Regions from separate parts of the Mus musculus genome. Here all the other regions are linked to region 1. The links are chromatin contacts, called in public HiChIP or PLAC-seq and Micro-C maps. All regions are on one chromosome and are shown on one strand. The core of a region is the stretch at or near the end of the contact, and the rest is flanking DNA. Distances in the headings are between cores, read along the strand shown. Region 1 holds the start of Usp24 (ubiquitin specific peptidase 24). Region 2 holds the start of Oma1 (OMA1 zinc metallopeptidase). Region 3 holds the start of Mier1 (MEIR1 treanscription regulator).

The links. Hi-C and Micro-C count contacts between places; a contact is called where the count stands out from the background. HiChIP or PLAC-seq counts read pairs in DNA pulled down with a chosen protein or histone mark.
Region 2: an H3K4me3 HiChIP or PLAC-seq map of stem cell-derived neural progenitor cells shows a contact between it and region 1, with 12 times the contacts expected there. The contact joins the promoter of Oma1 here to the promoter of Usp24 in region 1. A contact is called at or near these places in 1 of 39 promoter capture datasets (pre-B cells) and 2 of 115 datasets of contacts at active chromatin or transcription factors (astrocytes and stem cell-derived neural progenitor cells).
Region 3: a Micro-C map of embryonic stem cells shows a contact between it and region 1, with 3 times the contacts expected there. The contact joins the promoter of Mier1 here to the promoter of Usp24 in region 1.

Annotation. Positions count from the first base shown.
Region 1 is chr4:106,314,933-106,319,284 of GRCm38.p6, forward strand. It overlaps Usp24 (ubiquitin specific peptidase 24), which reads left to right and starts at 1,281. Exons shown (of 68, transcript NM_183225.2): 1 at 1,281-1,854. The coding sequence starts at 1,540.
Region 2 is chr4:103,310,983-103,315,559 of GRCm38.p6, forward strand. It overlaps Oma1 (OMA1 zinc metallopeptidase), which reads left to right and starts at 2,864. Exons shown (of 9, transcript NM_025909.3): 1 at 2,864-2,901. Gm36523 (a long non-coding RNA gene) reads right to left here and starts at 2,740. Exons shown (of 6, transcript XR_867961.2): 1 at 2,490-2,740; 2 at 1-1,176. It overlaps 4930456L15Rik (RIKEN cDNA 4930456L15 gene), which reads left to right. Exons shown (of 4, transcript NR_045887.1): 4 at 603-850.
Region 3 is chr4:103,116,220-103,120,726 of GRCm38.p6, forward strand. Mier1 (MEIR1 treanscription regulator) reads left to right here and starts at 3,171. Exons shown (of 13, transcript NM_001039081.2): 1 at 3,171-3,290. The coding sequence starts at 3,282.

The DNA of each region.
Region 1 (4,352 bases), core at 31-2,530:
ATTTCATTGACACCCCAGAACTTACCTCTTATTCAGGTGTCTACTTTGTGATCAAACCCATTACTAGCCTTTAGTAAGAATAATAGAAACTATATCTATATAATGATAAATTCACCCCGTAAATAATCAAATAGCTGGTGTTTACAAACTATCAAATTATTAGGCAAGAAGCCACCAGGATCTGAGGGGGAAAAATGCTGGCAGAGAATGCAGAGAAAAGTTCTGAGTGCTGTCAGTAATTTCAGATTTGGGCTATGTGAAGGTCCAATTGTTAAGCCATCAGAAATGTTTTAACAGTGTGAAAAAGAAAGGTTAGTGGATTGGGGGGTGGGGAGGGGGTTCAAGAATAAAGCAGGATTAAGACCAAAGCAGATGAACTAATAAGCAAGTATGTGAGAAGGAAGAGGAACCAGCATCTTGGGAAGAGAACCGAGAAGAAACCTAGATCAGGACACTGAAACGGGAAAAGGGGCAAAGGGGACTGGCCATGGTAACGCCAATGAGGTGGGAACAGAAGGCAAAAAGCTAAACAAACGCTGGAAGACAGAAACAGAGGGGAAAGTCTTCACCCCTGAGCCAAAGACTTCAGTAGAAATGGGTTGGTGGTCAGAATCAGGATAGAAGTAGACACCCAGAATATTTCCATGTGTCTGTGTCTGAAGGACGGTCATACAGTTCTGGCTGAAAAGTATGGTAAAGTTTATCAGGCCTGGTGGGACAGGTGGTCAGTGTTGTTGGGAGTGGGAGTTCAAGGTCTAGGGGTCTCTAGAGAAGGCTGGAGGGTCGAGGGCGAGGGTGTGCGGGGATGCTCGTCCTGCGGATCTGGGCACCCGTCTGTGGGCGGCGAGGAGGGCTTCAGCGGCGCGTAGGGTCACTTTCCTCGGACCGCAGGACACTTCAGGAGAACCAAGCAGGGTTCCGGGGGCGGCGGGAAGAGTCACCTGCGATGGGACACGAGTGTCGTCAGGGCACCGAGGCCCGGGCGCCCGGGGACCTCAGCGACACCGGCAGCGAGCCGCTCGGCGCCTGCCCCTCCCGTCCCAGAGGGAACCTGTTGCCGGGGGAAGGGGTGGGCGGGAGGCGCAGGCGGAGGACTCTCGTGCTCTCTCTGCGCTCCGCGGCCTCTCACCTCAGACACGTTCGGCGCACGCCCCTCCCTGGCCCCGGCCTGGGAGAAACACACACGCGTCCGCACACCCACAGCTCCGCGCCGCCCGAGCCCGGGGACGGCGGCCCGAGCGCCGCCGGGGCTGCTTCCGGGAGCGGAGGCGCGGCCCCGCGAAGAGGAGGAGCAGGCCAACATGGCGGCGCGCAGGGCTGGGCCGGCCGGCCGCGCCTGAGCGCCCCACCACCCCAGCTCGGCTCGCTGCGCCCACGCGCGCACCTAACCCTGGCCCGGCGGCCTCGGAACGCGCGGGGCGGGAGCTCAGGGGCCCTGCCGGGGACGGAGCCGGGGCCGAGGCAGCGCGGCACGGCCCGCCAGGCCCGGGAGCCGCAGCTTCGCCGCACGCCGGCCGGCGCGACTCCGAGGCCGGAGCCATGGAATCGGAGGAGGAGCAGCACATGACCACGCTGCTGTGCATGGGCTTCTCGGACCCGGCCACCATCCGCAAGGCCCTGCGCCTGGCCAAGAACGACATCAACGAGGCCGTGGCGCTGCTCACCAACGAGCGGCCCGGCCTCGACTACGGTGGCTACGAGCCCATGGATAGCGGCGGCCCCAGTCCGGGGCCGGGCGGCGGCCCACGGGGCGACAGCGGCAGCGACGGCAGCGGGCCTTCCCGCGGCGGGAGCACCGGAGGTGGTGGCGGCTTCGATCCCCCGCCCGCCTACCACGAGGTGGTGGACGCGGAGGTGAGTGGGGTTGCCCTGACCTCACGGGAGAGGCCGCCGCGCTGGAGTCCCGAGGACAGGGAGCGTTGCCAGCCCGGCTCGCAGCGGGACTTTTGGGCGGGGGCTGTAATGAAACTCGGGGCACCGAGATAATAGAACACCAGTTCTGGTCCGAGATCGGGGTCACTAGACTGGGGTCCTATGGAGAGAAGGGCCTTGGGGGAGGAATATTCCCGCGTGGAGTTAGGTATACAGTTCTGGGCCGTGGCGGGGTCTCCATAGGCTACCTGCTGAGTCTATGCGGTGGGCAGGAATCCCGGGAGGGATGGGGAGGAGGGCCCACATTTCCAAATCCGCGTGGCTTGGGAAATGGGAAGGACATGAATATCAGGTGTCAAAACTGAGGTCCCAGTGGACCAGAGTATTTGTGACACTAGATTTCAGTGAAGGATTGGGATAAGTACCAGTTCAGAGTCAGAAATAGTGCTCGCTATAGGCCTGCCAGAGTGAAGGCCTTTGCCGGGTCAGACAGGAGGACCAGTGGGGTTAGAAGAAGGGTTTAGGTTTTTAAGCCAACCGTTGGAAGAGGACAGGGTCTAAAATGAGGAAGGGCCTAGACAGGACCAGGAATGATAGGAATGAGTATAAGGCAGAGGAGCAGGTTTGGCTGTTTTAATGTCTGGGTTGTAAGGATGGGCTTGACTAAGGTCAGGTATTAGGACAAGTAGTGGAATGGGACTGAGATAAGGAATGAGTGAGAAGCCTGGGCAAGGAGTAGGAGCAAAGGAAGGGCCAGACGGCGATGAGATCAGGAATGGGAGGTCGAAGCTGGCGGCGATGAGATCAGGAATGGGAGGTCGAAGCTGGGACACGGCCTGGATGAGGGGAGTAGGGTCACTGAAGAGAAATTAGCCCGAGGAGAGGGGTGTAGCCTCAGAGAGGTTAACATGGAGGCGGGGGTGGGAGGGCGGCATAGACTAGGGAGAAGAAATGGGACTGGAGTCTAGAGAAGGGAGTCTAGTACGTACAGCCAGATCCCTCAGATCTTAAGTAAGATCTTTTTAGTGTTTGGTTTACCGTGTGAGCAAAGAACATGGGAGAGGCTGGCAAGCCTGCCAAAACAAGGAAGAATCACCCAGAAGCCAGAGCGCTGGTGATTAATTTGCAGGAAAATGGCAGCCCGTGGCAGAAATTTTTGTACTTTTCTTCGGATAGTGTATTTTAGGGTCGAAGATAGCAGCTTGGCTTAGCCTGGCTACAGAACAGCACAGATCTCAAATTAGTAAGTGGGCTTGTGTTTTTAGAGAAATTAATTTGGGTAATTTCTAAGACACCTGATTTCTTTTTTTTTTTTCCCCCTGAGCAGTGTTCTGTGTGGTAACTGTGTTTGCAGCAGTTTCTCAGTCTGGTGTTGGTCTACATACTCCAGGTAGAAGTCCACCGTTAACCAGTAGCTAGCTTATCTGTGTCCTTCACTGGTAGGGAAAGTAAAGGCAGTTGGTCCTCCTTTGGGGATTTTTAAAAATTCTGTGTAATTGACTATTCTCTTTTGTTTGTTTGAGTTTTTTGAAGCAGGGTTTCTCTGTGTAGTCCTGATTGTCCTGTAAGGCCAGGCTGGCCTCGAACACAGAGGCTTGCCAGCTTCTGCCTCCCAAGTGCTAGGGTTAAAAGGCCTGTGCCACCACCACCTGGTCATAAAGTGACAGTTCTTAAGTGTGACATCTTAAGATACCAGCTCCAGTCACTCTTCCCCTGTTCTAGCCAGTTTTGGTCTATTTAGAAACCAAGAAGAAAACTGTCGCTTCTTGTGAACATGTTTATACTCGTCTACAGAGCTCAGCGTGTTTTCAGTATGTGAGAGATTTTATTTTCTGTTCCTGCTTTTAATCTCCTATGATTGAAAATCAAAGTAAGTTAAAATATTTGTGGCACCTCAACATTAGCTTACTTCTCATACATTTAAGTTGGAGCAATCTGGAGTGGCTTCTTTGCATTGAACAGCAGCCTGAGAAGTTCACTTTCAAGAAAATCCATAGTAGAATCTATCTTTTAAAAGAAAGTCTTGCCCTCATTTCCCCTGGCATGTGGCTTGGGGCTATGGGAGGCTATACTATTACTTAATAGACTTCAAGAGGGCTGATGAGGGCTGTGTTCGTTACTCTGTGCTGGTAGAGTATGGGCCACCTTCTGATACCACACCAGGAGTGAGATAATATTTTATCAGTTTTCAAAATCATCACATATGGCAGACATGAAACTGGGGCTTCTGAAAGGTCCGTCGAGCTGTGGGTTAGCTATTTGTACGTTTTACTAATCCTCAGTAAAATAGTTACTACATCACCATTTTAGGTATGCAGTTAGAAGCAGAGCCTACATCCCAGGCCAGGTGTCTGGCATCAAAAGCCAGAGGGCTTTTAGCTGTGTCCATGTAGTTAGTTTCAGGATTGAGTGTGTTTGGTCCAGTGTGGACGGCAAGGAAGGTGAAGAGTTTGGAAAGAGGTGGATTGTGAGGCTACTCT
Region 2 (4,577 bases), core at 1,614-4,113, 3.0 Mb before region 1:
AGCTATCCAGCAGGGAAGGATTTCTAGGTCAGCACAGGTGGATTTCTCTAAGTTTTGTCATCAAAATGTGTGATATCTTCTGCAATAGGGTCTTATCAAGTTCTGGTGAGAAACCAAAAGCAATGTCAATAGCCTGTGTTTGAGGGGTCTCTGGGAGTCCCAAGTCCAACCACTCAAGGGGAATATCCATACCTGTCAGTGGGTAGTTTATTTGTGACTTCTGGAAAGAACATTTTCCACGGTGTTGGGTAGCTCCATTTAAGTACATATTTAAGAAGTTTGTCGAGGTTTCCATGTTCTCCCCCAAGCATCCCAATGTTAATTATCCATTTCTCCACATCTTCCTCTGTCTTCTCTTCCCACCCCTTCCCCAAGTATCTGTCTGTTTGTTCCTCCATATCACCTGTGCTCTGTTCAGAGTGCAAAGAGCAAGTGGCTGTGATTTGTTCAGACACGAATGGGGACATCTACATCATACGCCTTCCTCTAAGGTTCAGAGAATATCACTGAAGAGGAGGTGGGGAGATTGTATGAGTCAGAGGTCAGGGCAGACTGGGGAGAAACAGTGTCATCTAAATATGACAGGACCATTGTATTTACAGCAGCTGTGGGAGCCTGTGTAAGACTTGCAGAAGACCAAGCCAGTCAATGGTCCAGCATGGAGTGGAAGGGGCTCAGATGAAGACCACTGACTCTGCATGGGAGCTATTGACGGCTGCTGGAGGAGGGGGTTCCCCTCCCCACTGGGGAGGTGGTGGTAGAGGGTGTTCTCTGGTAGGTCAATCACTCATTGGGTTTCCCACCCCACATGTGTGTATGGGCCACATTAATTAAACTCAGTGGGTTACTGAAAAAAAAAAAGAGGGCACGAAATTGTGAAGGGAATATGGGGTCATCCTGGAATATAATAGAAATACATTATAGGCATATATGAAATTCTCAAATAACAGAAATCTTATATTATAAAAAACCAAAACCACCAACAAAAATACAGAGCTGAAGTCCTTTAAGAAAGATAAGCATATGAAAGTGACCAATGTCAGGGCTTGATAGATGGCTCAGTGGTTAAGAGCACAGCTGCTCTTCCAGAAGTCCCGAGTTCAATTCCAAGCAACCACATAGCAATTCATCGTTGATGCCTTCTTCCGGTGTGCAGACTTACACACGTACAAAACACTTATGTAAGGAAATAAATATTGAAAAAAAGGAAGTGACCAATGTCAGAGACTGGAACCTCATTTTCATCCATGACCAAGAACTACATGTAAGAAACAAAACATGTCTACATGTCTAACATATAAATGAGGGGGCTGGCAGGCACTATGTAAATGGCTCATAAAATGTCTCAGCCAGTTATCATTGATCTTCTCCTGCCCCAGTCTTCCACGAGCTGGGACTAGAAGGGTGTGTCACTATACCCAGAAAAATATCACTATCTTTAAATGAAGTTAAGTATTGGTAAGTTACCATTAATTATAGCATACTGAATACTCACCCCAACCCCCTTCCCTTCCTTTTGGCTTTCTCTATCTATCTAATTCTCTTCTTACTTTTGTTGTGTTGTTGTTGTTGTTTTTTGTTGTTTTTGTTTTTTTAGGTTTTAAGACAGAGTCTTACTCTGTAGACCATGCTGACCTGGGATTGACCATGGAATCTGCCAACCTGGTTTTGAATTCAAAGTCATCTTCTGGTTTCAGCCTCTTAAATGGTAGAACTGAAGAGATAAACCACCATGCCCTCGTTTGAGTTTTAAAATGTTTAAGTTCTCTAGGGTTCTGTCTCCCAACTTCTATTTTCTCTTAACCCATCTACCCCTTTCCTCAATGGTACCCAAGGTCTGACTCATCTCTTCCTTACTGGTGACTCTGCTAGTTATGTTCCCAGCTCCCATTGGGTTGTAGAACCATGTTCACTCTATGACTGCTTATAAATATTTCCACAGCCCATCTAGCGGATGTGATGGATTGAATACGCCTAAACCTTCAGTGTAGTCATGCTCTCTGTCCACCTTTGTCAATCCCTGCTTCATGATGTCTTCCTTGCAGTAACCATATGATATTGATCACCACCATGAAGTGTCTGTCACACATTAGATAAATATTTGTTGAATACATAAATAGTTGAATACATAAATAGTATTTTTATCTTTAATGTGTGTCTTAGGTAGCCTATTAGAAAACCAGAATAATTCATATAATCACAAAGCATCTTTTTTTTTTTTGGCTCTGGTGGGTAGCTGCAGCTCCCACAGAATCATGCCTGCCAGTATTCACACTCCTTTGTAAAACATTCCCACAATGAAATCTGGTCTTAGGACACTCCAGGAGCTGTTGTCATGAATACTGCTGACCACTTATAAGTCTGGTGTCCTAGAGCGATCATGGTGAAACAGTCTTTCATATTTAGTCTTATTTTTATGCACCTTTATCTAGGACTGAGGGATGATTGTTAGTAAGTAATCGGGATGCTGGAGTTAATGTTATACCTACGATCAGAATGATCAGTGCAGCTTCAAGTCAAGGCATCATAGTTCTCCAGCAGCCCCTGGAATCGCTTTCCTTTTGGCAGAACTGGTGTAGAAACTACAGCAGGCACGGTTTTGCATGGATCCAACACAGCCATGCCAAGTACCAAGGAGGTGTAGAGTTCCTGGCAGGTAGCTTAAATCTGGGCTATCCTCCTCCCACCACACGGGGGCGAGACGGCGCCACAGTCCGTACAGCCGCAGCCGGCCAGGACTGGGACTGGGGAAACGGACTTGGCTCTCACAAGGGCGGAGCAAAAAGCGCCGGAGAGGTCCCCAGGGCAGGAAGTGAGGGGGCGGGGCTTGGGAAAGGTGTGCGCCTGCGCGGAGCCGGCTGTTGGATTCCGCTCGGGCTGTGGCTTCAGTGCGCGCTCACGGTGACGGCTCGGCGTTCTTCCAGAGCGGGGCGGGGAGGGCGGAGAGGGGAGCGGGGCCCGGGGGATTCGGGGACCGCGGTGGGCCTAGGCCGTGCCGGACGAGGCGAACGGCTCGGTGGGTGGAGCTTTCTGGAAGTTTGCCTCCCGCCTCGGGTGGTGGCTTCCTCCTAAGCGGCGCTTCCTCCAGGCGTTGCCGGTCTGGCCTGTGCGGGTCTCCCCTCCGCCTCGCCGCTCGTCCTTGTGCAGAGCGACACATGCTCTCCTGCCCCAGCTCGCAGCATTAGCGCAGTCGGAGCAGTTCCAGGGAGCTCATTGGTTTCCTCAAAAACTTGTATTCAAGGATCACTTGTTATAATACTTAGCACTCGCGGTGTGACGGGGAGCAACTGTGCTGGGGCAAACCTCCGCCAGAAATGTTAGTCCCAGCAGATGAAAACCCCACATTTGGAATTTAGGAGTTCATCGCCTCCTAGCGTCTCTCAAGGTCTTGGAGCCCTCTTAAAAGGATTTAACTTCATAGGCATCATCCCGAGCCAAGATGCAGGGGTGCGGTGTGACATTTGGAAGCTTAAGAGCCAACCCTGATAACTTACTTTTTTTTTTTTTTTTTTTTTTTAAGAAGCTGTCCATCATGTGTACTTAGCTGGAATGATTATTTTAAAGTGCATGTCCTATTTTTGCCAATCTGACAGCTGTTTCCATAGAAACTAGAGAAGAAATTGTAGTTTTCAGTAAGAGTTGTTAAAACTGTCTCCTAGCCATCAGCAGTGAGTGCGAGTGAGTGCGCACTACTTGCTCATTCTGAGATGGCACTTGAAGAACTAAGGGTTTGAAATGTTCTTAGAGGCTAGCAATCCAAATTGTGTAATTTTCTCACATCATTAATTTCCTAATCCTACAAGTCTGCCAGCTATGTTTGTTGGCCTGCCACAGTTCTTTGAAGAGCACACGTCAGTCCCAGTTCTTCTTAGGTGCTGTGTAGTGTAGTGACTGGCTCTTTGAAAATGTATAAACAGATTTCTTTCCCCATTAAAAACATTTTTTTTTTGAAGGATTAATCAGTGATTACGGATTAACAACTACGGTTTCTATTCTGGATGGCACTTGATTGCCAGTGTTAGAAATGCTAATGATTTTAATTATGTACCTAGTGTTTGGAGCTTTTGTTTTTACCTTCTATGGGTAGACTACGTTAAATATGTTTGCACCTGCTCTGAAATGAGCACTTTTCTCATGAGCAGATAGATCCCAGCAGTTCGAATAGGGTGCATGACATTTGGAAGAGAGTTTATTTTCTGAGGGGGGATATCTATACACTAGATGTTCTGTCATTTAGCAGTGGATGAAGGAGGCTTGGAGAAGGTGCCTTTGGAACTGGGAAGCTGGAAGCAACATTAGGAAGTTTATTGAAAAGCTCACAGATAACCAGTGGAAATTACAGAAGAGCTTGCTTGGCTTAGGATTCACAAAGTAACATACCCTGTAAACACTTAAATTGCCCAGAAAGAGGAAATACTGGATTCCTCATAAACACCGTTCTGCCCCCTGAATTTCACGTAGGCTTTTTATAAGACTTATATCTGTATCTATTCGTGTGTTTGTCTTTACTAGCTTTACTGATTGGGCAGGCATTTTTGTCTTGTCTTTGCTTTTTATCTGCTACACAGAGTGGCGTC
Region 3 (4,507 bases), core at 1,921-4,420, 3.2 Mb before region 1:
TTTGAGAGCTACTCTTTGAGTTGCATAAACAGATATGCCTAGAAGTCACAGACATATTACTAGTTTTTGAATCAGGTGTTGGTGCTGAATAAAAGGTTGTATATCTTAGGCAAATGTAAGTTGTCAAGGTAGTTTTTGTTGGTTGAAGTACTAATTGAAGTCTAATTGTGATCCTAAGTATATTTGTTAGCAACTAGATATCTCGGGAGAGTGTGTGTGTGTGTATTTGTGAGTGCATGCATGTGTGTGCATCGTGCATGCATACACATACATGCACTGTCATACATATGTCCCTTATAGCTACTGTAAGTTGTTTAATAACTTTTTTATAGTATTGGAGCTTGAACCCAGGGCCTCATATGCTAGGCAAGTATTTTACCACTGAGTTCTACCCCAAGCCCTCATTTTATGTTTGCATTGAGAATTCAGTAATTGCCATGAAAAAAAAATACACTACTGGAGAGAATAGTTGTGAGTAGCTTAACGTGGTAAAAATTAATATTAATTTTCCTCAAAATAAGGAGGCTTCTTAGGTTTAATTAGGCCTAATCTAGTATTCCCTTTTTTTCTTTGTTTTTAGAAACCAAAAACCTTGCATAAAAGTTGGAATTAGCTACAATTTTATTTTTTAGTTTAACTCATTTTAATATAGAACTCTAACAGACTCAACTACATTGGATATTAGTGGATGTCACATTAATAAATTCTAATGATTTTGATCAGGTTATTGGTGAATTTTTCCTACGCATTTACTCTGCCATGTCCTGCTTTCAGATACATGTTTTTTGTTTGTTTTCTTTTCTTTTTTGTGAGCCCAAGAATAAATTTTGGCTGATTACATCTGAATACAAAGAGAATGCCTCGTGGACTTAGGCAGAGTACTGAAGAACTGGAGTGATGGGTGAAATGGATGGAGAAGTCACTTCTAGCTTTGCAGGCAGGGGAGAATGAGCCAAGCATCTGGACTGTGTGTGAAAAGAGTAGGTAGCCTCTTCAAGAGGTGTAGTGAGTCTCTGGAAGCCTGTACACACAGTCTGGCAGAAAAGCTTGGCAGCAGGACTTCCTGACAGATCTTACCTGACTGAGGATGGCAAGCCCTACTTAACCAAGATAGGGCTAGTGAATTGCTACACATACCAAGGGGGTAAGGAAGGGTTTCCAGAAGGACATAGCTTTTCTGAAGGTGGCTTCTTAGACTCTGAACAATGGGACTGTGGAGAGAATGAAATGCAAGTATACTGAGCTCAATAGTAATGTGTTACGTGTGACCTACAGGATTAAAGCTATTTCTCCTCATCGCTAGAATGTCTAGGAAACACCCCAGAACACTTTATTTTTCTAACAGGGAATATGTAGAGGGAATTTTCCCCTACAGAGGATAATGCCATTTGATGGTAATAATATTGATTGGAAATATCAATCAGTTTAAAGGCATTTAACAATAAGTGCCTGATTTTCTGACTTTGAGGGCTCACTCAGTAAGTAGTTAAGGAATCTTGAGTCTGCTCTTTACCATAGTTGAAATTTTTATTAATGTTTTAACTGAAGAATCAAAGACTCAATAGACTAAAGCAACTTGAACTATAATACTAAAATTCAGCAATACTCCAGTTTTCCCTTCAGTGGCCAGCAATAATCCACATATATTTACCTTGCATATTTTAGTGCAAACTGCCCCCTGAACCCTTTATTATTTTTAACCTGTGCCCACATACATCCATTAGTTTTTGTCTTCAGGGTTTTTTTTGTTTGTTTGTTTTTTTGTTTTTTCATCCAGTGAGAACTATTTGGATAAGAGCTGACATTTTAAAAAGTCCAAGGTAGTCCCTTAACTTAATATAACTGTATCAGTGCTAAAATATTTATTTCCCTCCAAGAATTTGTGGGGGGAGGAAGCTTATATAATCTTTAAAATAAAGTGAAAATACTATAACAAGTGCAGTAAATGGTAAGAATTGTTTGTAGATTTGGGAACCTTAAAAGTTTTCCTTTCTCTTCTTTCCCTTGCTTTTCTTTCAGTAGAAAATGTGCATCAGATGTTTATGTTTAATTGGTTTACAGACTGTCTCTGGATTCTTTTCCTGTCAAATTACAAGGTAATGTCCTTTCACTTAGCAGCTACTTCGTATACCTATACATGCAGTTTATTCATGCACAAATTGTTATTGGGCTTAAGACTTTCAAGTTCATGTCCAGTGTTAAGAAATGGGAAAAGGCTTGATGGAATCTAGAATTTTAAGGAAATAGAAATCATTTCAGAAATCAGCATTCTCCCAAGTGCATTATAAGTATGATGTTTAAGAAAGTTGTATGTACACATTTGTGCAATGATTTTTTTAACCATGGTATATTCCTCAGAGGTAATGAGTATCATTTAACTGATTGATTTTTGGTAGTCATTTTTGAAAAACTTAATCATGTCGGAAAAAACGCTGGCCTTTAACAACAACAAAAAAAAAGCTTTTAAACTTACTGCCCATTTTAATATCTGCCTAAATTATCTACTTTAGGGAACCAGATAAATCATTGGCCCTGGCCATTATCAGTATGGACCTCAAGGCCAGTTAGCAGTGCATTAAAACAAACTTTCTACTTGCAAGTATTTTAGGCATTGCAAATATGTACGTTCTGTCTCCGTGCAGTCAAGTAGGCATATCCATAGAAGAGCATTACTTTACATTTGAAACTTTTGTATATTTGTGCAAAAATTCATCCGTGGCAGAGCTGTGTTGCTCCTGGCATCACAAAAAGTGAGGAAAATGTAATGTTCTCTACTCTTCATCTTTGCGCTGGGCCAATTTGGGGGAGTTGGAGTTTTCTTGCTAGGAATCACCAGGGGAAGTATTTGTCAGAGCGTTTCGTGTTGCTGTCGCGCCCAGGCAACATCTCTTTCCCAGCAAAAGCACTTCAGAAGTGACCGACCGGTAGAATAGGAGGTTTTTTTCTCCTGCAAAGTGAGTACCCTGAGGGGACCTCTCCGGACCTCGCGCGCGGACTGCCCCGGGCTCGCCCGGGCCCGCCCCTCGCGCGCTCCCCCGGGACGGCGGCCGCGGGATCGCGCGCTCCCTGCTCCGCGCGCGCCCGCTGGCCTCTCCCCTCCCGTCCCGCCGAGCGGGGCGCCGCGAGGGGGCGGAGCGGGGTGTGGTGGCGCGCTCGGGCGGCTCCTGCGCGTTCCCGCCGAAGCGGCGGCGGAGAAGGCAGCGGGAGCCCCGCGGCCCAGGCGCACATCCGGGTTCTGGCCGCGACCCGCCGCGGCGATGTGACCCGGTGGCGCGGCCAACATGGCGGAGGTAAGAACGAGCGCCCCTCCCCGGCGGGGCCTCGGTGGAGGGCTGCGGGCGGGAGGCGCGGGCCTGCCGGGGCCGGGCCTGCGGCGCCGCTGCCCACCTGTTGTCCGGCCCGGCCGCTCGGCTGGGCTTCCCGAAACTAAGTTGGGCGCGGAGGCGCCGTCGGACTTGAGGCAGTTGGGAGGCGGCCGCTGCGGGAGGAGCGGGCGAGGGCGCCCGTCCGGAAGCCGCCCAGGGCGCAACTTCGCCGGCCGGCGCGGCCCGCGGACTCCTCTCTGCCTGCTCCCGCGAACTTTCTTCCCTCGCGAGCCCAGAAGTCGCTGCTCCCGCCAGCCCGCGTCACCCCCGCCAGCCCGCGTCACCCCCGCCAGCCCGCGACTGCTGACCTGCCGTCTAGGCAGGGGGCGAGCAGGCTGACACACCTTGGGTTAGTTTAGTAGTTTTCCTGATAGTGGAGAGGTGAGCAGGAGAAATTAACCCAGTAGGCCCTATCCAGCTTGGGACTCTTCCCCCTGGCCGAACCTCCAAGTTTCTTTTCCACGCTATAGCTCCTGAACCAACTAGGCTAAAAACTTACAAATCAAAGGTGCCTGTAATTATTTACCTTTTATTTTGCTCTTCTTAGAGAAAACTTTTCTTGTTTCTCTTGTCCCTCTGCTGTAGGATAGAACCCAAGGTTCTTGTCAAGGCAGATAAGCAAGCGCTCTACTACGAGCCACATCCCCCCCTCCCCCCCAGCCTTAGCTTCATTTCCTAGTAAACAAGTTCCTTTGGTTAGTGTTCTCAGATGGGTAGGCAAGCAAGTTGCTTTAGGTGTAATTAGATCTTAGAATGTGCTGTAGGAAATTTTAATATTTTGTCTGGTTTTAAGCCATCGGTCCTGTGGTTTGTTTAATTTTTAGTCGGTGAATTTCGTTACTGTTTGTTCCCCCTGAGTTCATATTGTTATATTTGGACTTAATGGGATCTCTCTTGAGGCAAATCTTGTAAACACTTGATTAATAAAGCAGTAAGATTGCTAAACATCTTCATGTTTTTCTGTCGAGAGCACCCAAAAATAGATTGAGGAAGTATTTGATTTTATTTACCACTTAGCTCTCAGTTTTCAACTCCTTCATTTGCTAAATGAAGCAGAGAAGTAGAGAGTGACTACTTTTGTTTATACATAATATCTGTAAGCCTTGGGCTACAGAAACATAAGATGTGCCTTTCCTGTACCA